Linked DNA regions of Capsicum annuum: region 2 is linked to region 1. Evidence: chromatin contacts called from public Hi-C data. All regions are on one chromosome and are shown on one strand. Each heading gives the region's core, a stretch centred on a gene start, on an enhancer-like site or on the middle of the called end of the contact. The rest is flanking DNA. Distances are from core to core; before and after follow the strand shown.

Region 1 (3,007 bases), core at 242-2,741:
GATGGTGAAGTGCTACTCTACTTCAGTATGTACCAAAATCTAGGGTTAAATCAGGGGTTTAGGACATCCGATCGACCATATGAATGGTTGGTTGTATATCCTGGCTATCTACAAGGATTCGATTATACGGAAAGTTTGATCTCCCTGAAATTACTTATTTAGTATTGTCACACCCCTTTTTCATCCAAAAAGAATATGATTAAGTTCGAAAGGGTTTTTTATTAAGTGACAAAAGAAAATGATTTGTTTCGAAGAAGGATTGTTTTTACATTCGAAATCAGAGTCATCACTTTGCATAATCTGGTGTGCCAAGTCACCATTGGAAAATCCTTTTCAAAATCATTTAACTCTTTAAACTAGTTTGCGAACAAAAATTTCGGCTAAGGAATTCTGTTGACCGAAGGGAAGGTGTTAGGCACCCCTCGATCCTGTGGTTCGACCATGGTCGCTTGGTAGAGCGTATCAGCTAATTTTGACACTATGAATGTACAAACCACAAAGAAGCACGTAAAGCAAACAAACAAACCAAACAAAATGAATCAAAGTATAGTGTTCAATCCGATTATACATACCCAAAATAAATAAAATGCGAAAAATAAATCTTATCTAACCTATACTAATCCTAACTACGCTCCCAGGCTTTATCCGGCGCCTCGGGCCTTTCTCACGAACGTCTTCCGCTGACATAGTACGTCGGGGCATTCCCCGGTGAATAAATACAATGTGTCTCGGGGCATTCCCCGGCTAAATGATACATTCGATCCAAAAGCAATAAAACCAAACCATTCAACACTCATTTCAAGCATTCAATAATTCAACGAGCAAACACTTATTCTTAAATCTTTGCCTACCCGAACCTTCTTTCACCTATTCATTCGATGGCCTAATCATGATGCTATCCAATTCAACAATATTCAGTAATGAATCAAAATAAACAACCTTCGACTTATTTGATTATCAATTTTCGATCCCGACTCCCAAACAACCAATTCGACTATCAAATTACTTTTTCAACATCCGAAATCAATATCGAACACATACCCAAACGAAGACTCAAACATTTAAGCATACCGATCATTCACATCCACAACAACAATCAACATTTTGCTCAAAATATTCAAAACCACATCACAAAATCACGATATTAACCACCTTGGTATAATTCAAAAGTAGAGTTAAGAGATGGACCTTTGAAGAACCGATTTCATTGGTAATAAGATTTAAGAAGACCCAAACTTTAAAACTCTGAATAGGGCCTCAACAGTGACCAACTCCAACTCCGATATTGAGGAATAACGACCCAGTCAGATTTGAATCCTAAGAAGGAAGAAATAACGAACAATCCGAGACTGAATCTACGAAAACCCGAGAATACCCGCATCCAAAATCTTACCAAATCTGAACCAAAATCAAACAAAACAAAGAGATTCTGGCGAGAGCAACGATGGGTATAAATTGACAAAATGATCAGCTCTCCGGCTATTTTCGATTCTCTTTAGCTAGAGCCGCCTGAAAATATTTAGAAACGGACAGCTCCGGTAAACAGGTAACTAGGAAAAACTTGACCCACCTGATTCTTGGCGATTTCTATCCACCCTCGCCAATTCAAACCCCATCCGTCTCTCTTGTTTCACTCTCTCACTCTGTTCGTGACTCTCTCTCTCAATCTACATCCATTCTCATGTGTGGTGTGTGATTTTTTAGTCAAATAGGGGATGAGGGACTGTTTTTCCGATCAAAGAGTGTGTGTGTGTGCAGCGCTGAGTGAGAATTCTGTAAGAGTGTCTCTTCTTTTTGTGATGGTCCGTGTGGATTCTTTTTATTATTTCATTTAAAGGAAAGAAAAGGTGTAGGGGGTTGAGGGAATGGGTAGGTAGTGGTGAGGTGGCCTAATTTAATAGGGAGGGTTGTTAATTTGTTATCAATTGAGATGAGGTGGGAATTTTGGGATAAAATTTATTTAGATTTGGTCATTGTTTTGTCAATTTATGGAGGGGTTATCATGTAAATGAGGGTACACGGTAGGATAAAGTAAAAGTAGGTAAAAGTGATGTCAGGGAGGAACGAAATTAGGTGTCTACAAGTATTAGCTTATGTTTGATCAAATTACCCAGCTGTGGTTTCAAAATATGTTTGCTAATGTTGTTGGTTTTGCTTATTTCAAAATGTGTTTGCCAATATTAATGCACCTGCTAGAGAAAGAAACCAATTTGTCCTGAGATTCTGCCCTAGTCACCAAACATTTGTTACAAAAAGACCCACAATTCCAACCAAACCAATAAAGATTAACAATAAATATCTTGCAATGCTGTGAAATATACTCAACTAGGAAACTAATTAACCTAGAAGGAGTCAATTGCAAGAAAGTTGAAGTCAGTATCCTTGAAAATTACAGTTCTAAAAGTAATTGATACTGTGATTTAACTTGGTACTTCCATCTTAGGTTGCTCGAACACTCTAAAAATGTTAACGCACCTGTGTCAGGTCCTTCAAAAATATACCACTTTTGGAGGATCTGACATGTTCCTGGTAACATTTTGAAGAGTTCAAGTAACATAGCTTCCATCAACAAGTTGAATCGATAGTGATTGAATTTGTCTTTTTTTTCATATCGATAGCCGCCTAACTACCAAGTTGCATCACAATATCCAATTATTTGTAGTTGTAGATATCAAATCCAGTTTAAACAGATAGTACAGACAATAAGGCTGCATTTGTTTTTTTAAGATTTAAACGTCTGAATCTGAATAAACATCTGAATGATTAAGATGTTGTTTCTAAATCTGAAAACTGAATGATTAAGACTGTTTTTTTTTTAACATCTGAATGTGCAAATTTTTTTCATTTGTTTCTATATAATAAAATTAAAAATATAATTCAAATAAAAAATTAATTATATATTAGAAAAGTATGTAATTTAATACAATAAAATTATTATTTGATTGAGAAAAAACATTTATGTTTGTTAGTGATAGTGAAGATGATTTATAATGGCGGTTGCGGTGAC
Region 2 (3,007 bases), core at 227-2,726, 37 kb after region 1:
TTCTTCAAAATCTCTTACCAATTATTAAACTTTCCTTACTTCATAAAAATCTACTGCAAATTAAGCACTACTCCTTCTGTCCTGCAATAGTTGTTCATTATTAACTAGACACATACCTTAATAAATAATAAATAATAGTGATAAATTTATTATGTTACCCTTTAAATAGAATAAATTTCATGCTTTGAAAAATGCATTAGACAGTGAATAATAATAACATGAGTAAAATAGATACAACAATGTAATTATCTATTGATTTAAATTAAATAAATACTATTGAATGTCTATTTTTAATACAATGGATAAAATAAATGGATGGAAGGTTAAGCAGATGAGGTAAAAAATATGGTTAACAAATGACAAGATACTAAGGATCGTTTGGTGTGAGGTACAAAAGTAAATGATTTTGGGATACAAATTTTAATGCATGTTTGGTTGACAATATTTGGAATAACTTATCCTGATACTAATAAATAGTACGAAATAAGTTATCCATACATTTAGTGGGATGACAATCTCATCATTATTTATTCTTGAAATAAAATTAGAATAGGACAGAATTACCCCAAATTCTTTGTCTGACATAATAGAAAATATCTAGGATTTTACGGCTTACTGAGACAAATATGTATAATTAAAAGAAATGACATATTTTATGTGGTTAACTTAATTACTTAATAGATGAATGAGAACACATGTAAAAAAAAATTGAATGAAAAATGTATAATTGAAACACTTTATCAACGATTGAGATATTGAATTAAGCGAATCGCATTATTTTTGTCCTGTAAAATGTGTTGCATTTTAAAAAAAAATTATCACAATTTTCTTCATTTTACTATCACAATTCAACCTGTATTGTGGCCTTTAGTGTATCGCACTTCAAAAAAAGTTTTTATTATACTTAATAATTATAAAAAATATAAAAATGTATGATAAATATGTTTCAAAACTATGTTGTTTATAAAAAAATTCTCTTATTTATTTTCTATGAACATGACTAGTAAATTCCCCATTTTATTTGACAATAAATAAATTTAGAAGTTAAATGTAGTAATTATTGTCAAATATATTTTGTTAAAAAAAATTAAAAGGAATAACAAAAAAGGTAATTCTACGACAAACGACATTGTAAAAACTTATCAATACTCTTACCAATACAATTTTCATAAAAAGCTAGTTAATAATTATTTTTATTAATGTAATTTTCATAAAAATAATTATTAAACTAAACAAGGTAAGGATTATTTTTGTCAACACACAATCTATTCTTAAAAAGAATTCCATGCATATTATTTTTGATACCACAAACCAAATAACCACTAAAAAGTATAACTAATTCTAGCATAACTTATCTCAACATAATTTGTTTTCCAACCAAAGGACCCTTAATTTTACATGAAGTTGCTAAAGCAAAAGAGTATTAAGAAGCATCCAAACAGAGTATTAAAGCGGAGAGAGAAAGAAAACCAGTGCAGTAAAGGTTGTTCACATTACAACGTTCGACTCCTCTTCTGTTTTCCTCCCCCACCCTCTCACCCCCACCCCCACCCCCACGCCCACGCACCCCAACACCATTTTCATTTTCGTCATTGCTTCTCTTTCACTATTTGTACGTGCTCAGTACTTTTTGGCCTAACAAATTCCCCCATTTTTGTTTTCCCCATTAATAACAAAATAAAAATAAAAATGTTGTAATTCGAAGACAGTGATGAAGTAAAAACGACAGCGTTTTAGCAGTGACTCAGTGACAGTGGGTTATTAATCTTTGCTTCTTCTGGGTATTCATTATTTTTTTGTTTACTACTACTATCACATTTTGGTATTATGTGTATTCTTTTGCTGTTTTGCTTTTAGTTAAGTTGATGCATTGTGATTTTCTCTTAATGGGTTTTTGTTTCTTTGATTATACAGGTTATTAAAGAAGCAGATGTTCACTGAGGGTCTCGATAACAACGCCCTCAAGTGGGTTAGAGAGGTCTCATTTCTGCATTTTTTTAATGATATTTGTCTTTTGATTGTGTATGGGTTTGTTTTGCCTGTTGTATTAGGATCTTTTGTCTATGTGGGGTTTGCCCATGTTCTTGAAATTTGAAATTTTCTGATATTTATCTTCTGATTGCATATGGGTTTGTTTTTGTTTGTTTTTAGGGTCTTTATCTATGTGGGGTTTCCCCATAATCTTGAAATTTTGAATTTTGTGACGTCAGACTTTTTCTTTTTGGTCCTGTTGTGGGAGTGATTTTGATTTTTGATTTTGAAATTTAGCAAATGATGTGATGTTTATGGAGTGGTTGATTCTTGAATTTTGTTGTCTTATTTGAAAATTTGAACTTGGAAGTCAGCAAATGATGTGATGTTTATCAAGTGGTAGACTCTTGATTTTTTGTGTCTCATCTGAGAATTGAACTTGAAATTCAGGGTACTGGGCAACAGAAAAAGGAAGTTCCTTACTCTATTTTAAGCGAAAGATCAAGAATTGATCCAATTGGCAGCATGAGAAATGGTGGGCGTAATGTTGGACTTCCTCCGCCTTCGAAATTCAGGAGTGGTCATCTGTCGGGGGTCATTCCTGTATCTAGAGATTTAGACGGAAGTGCATCAGTTTCTGAGAATGACATGATCACTGATTCGGAAGAGGAGGTTTACGGGGGGAGATACTCGCTGGATTCATCACCACATGATGACAGAGTTCCTAGTACTACTGCAGCCACTCAGAGATACTACAATCTCCCACCAAGGCGTGGTGCTGCTCAGTATGCAAGTGACAGTATGTACTCTGATGATGTTGGTTCATCGATGGAGACATTGGGGAGAGGTCATGGACATGTGGTCGATAGATTGATGAGAGGTGCTAGTAGATATCCAATTGGAAGTAGTGTGTATACTGAGGAGGAATCTTCTGATTCTGCTGCAAGCTCTGAGTTCTCCTCCACCCAAGTGGGGACAAATAATGGAACAGTTCCACGATCAACAAATTATGCATCTGAAGGGTGTGTGTCCAGCA

The links. Hi-C and Micro-C count contacts between places; a contact is called where the count stands out from the background.
Region 2: a Hi-C map of leaf shows a contact between it and region 1, with 2.1 times the contacts expected there. The contact joins the promoter of LOC107867382 here to the enhancer-like site in region 1. A contact is called at or near these places in 2 of 5 Hi-C or Micro-C datasets (bud and leaf).

Annotation. Positions count from the first base shown.
Region 1 is chr4:213,905,515-213,908,521 of UCD10Xv1.1, forward strand. No RefSeq gene overlaps it. Among protein-coding and RNA genes, the nearest start is that of LOC107868669, 28 kb to the right of the region's middle. Within about 2 kb of position 1,492, at least 2 of the 5 cell types and tissues checked have an H3K27ac peak or open chromatin away from gene starts, as enhancers often do. A contact at or near this core is called in leaf, where this site is marked.
Region 2 is chr4:213,943,012-213,946,018 of UCD10Xv1.1, forward strand. It overlaps LOC107867382, which reads left to right and starts at 1,477. Exons shown (of 23, transcript XM_016713579.2): 1 at 1,477-1,781; 2 at 1,915-1,978; 3 at 2,422-3,007. The coding sequence starts at 1,931.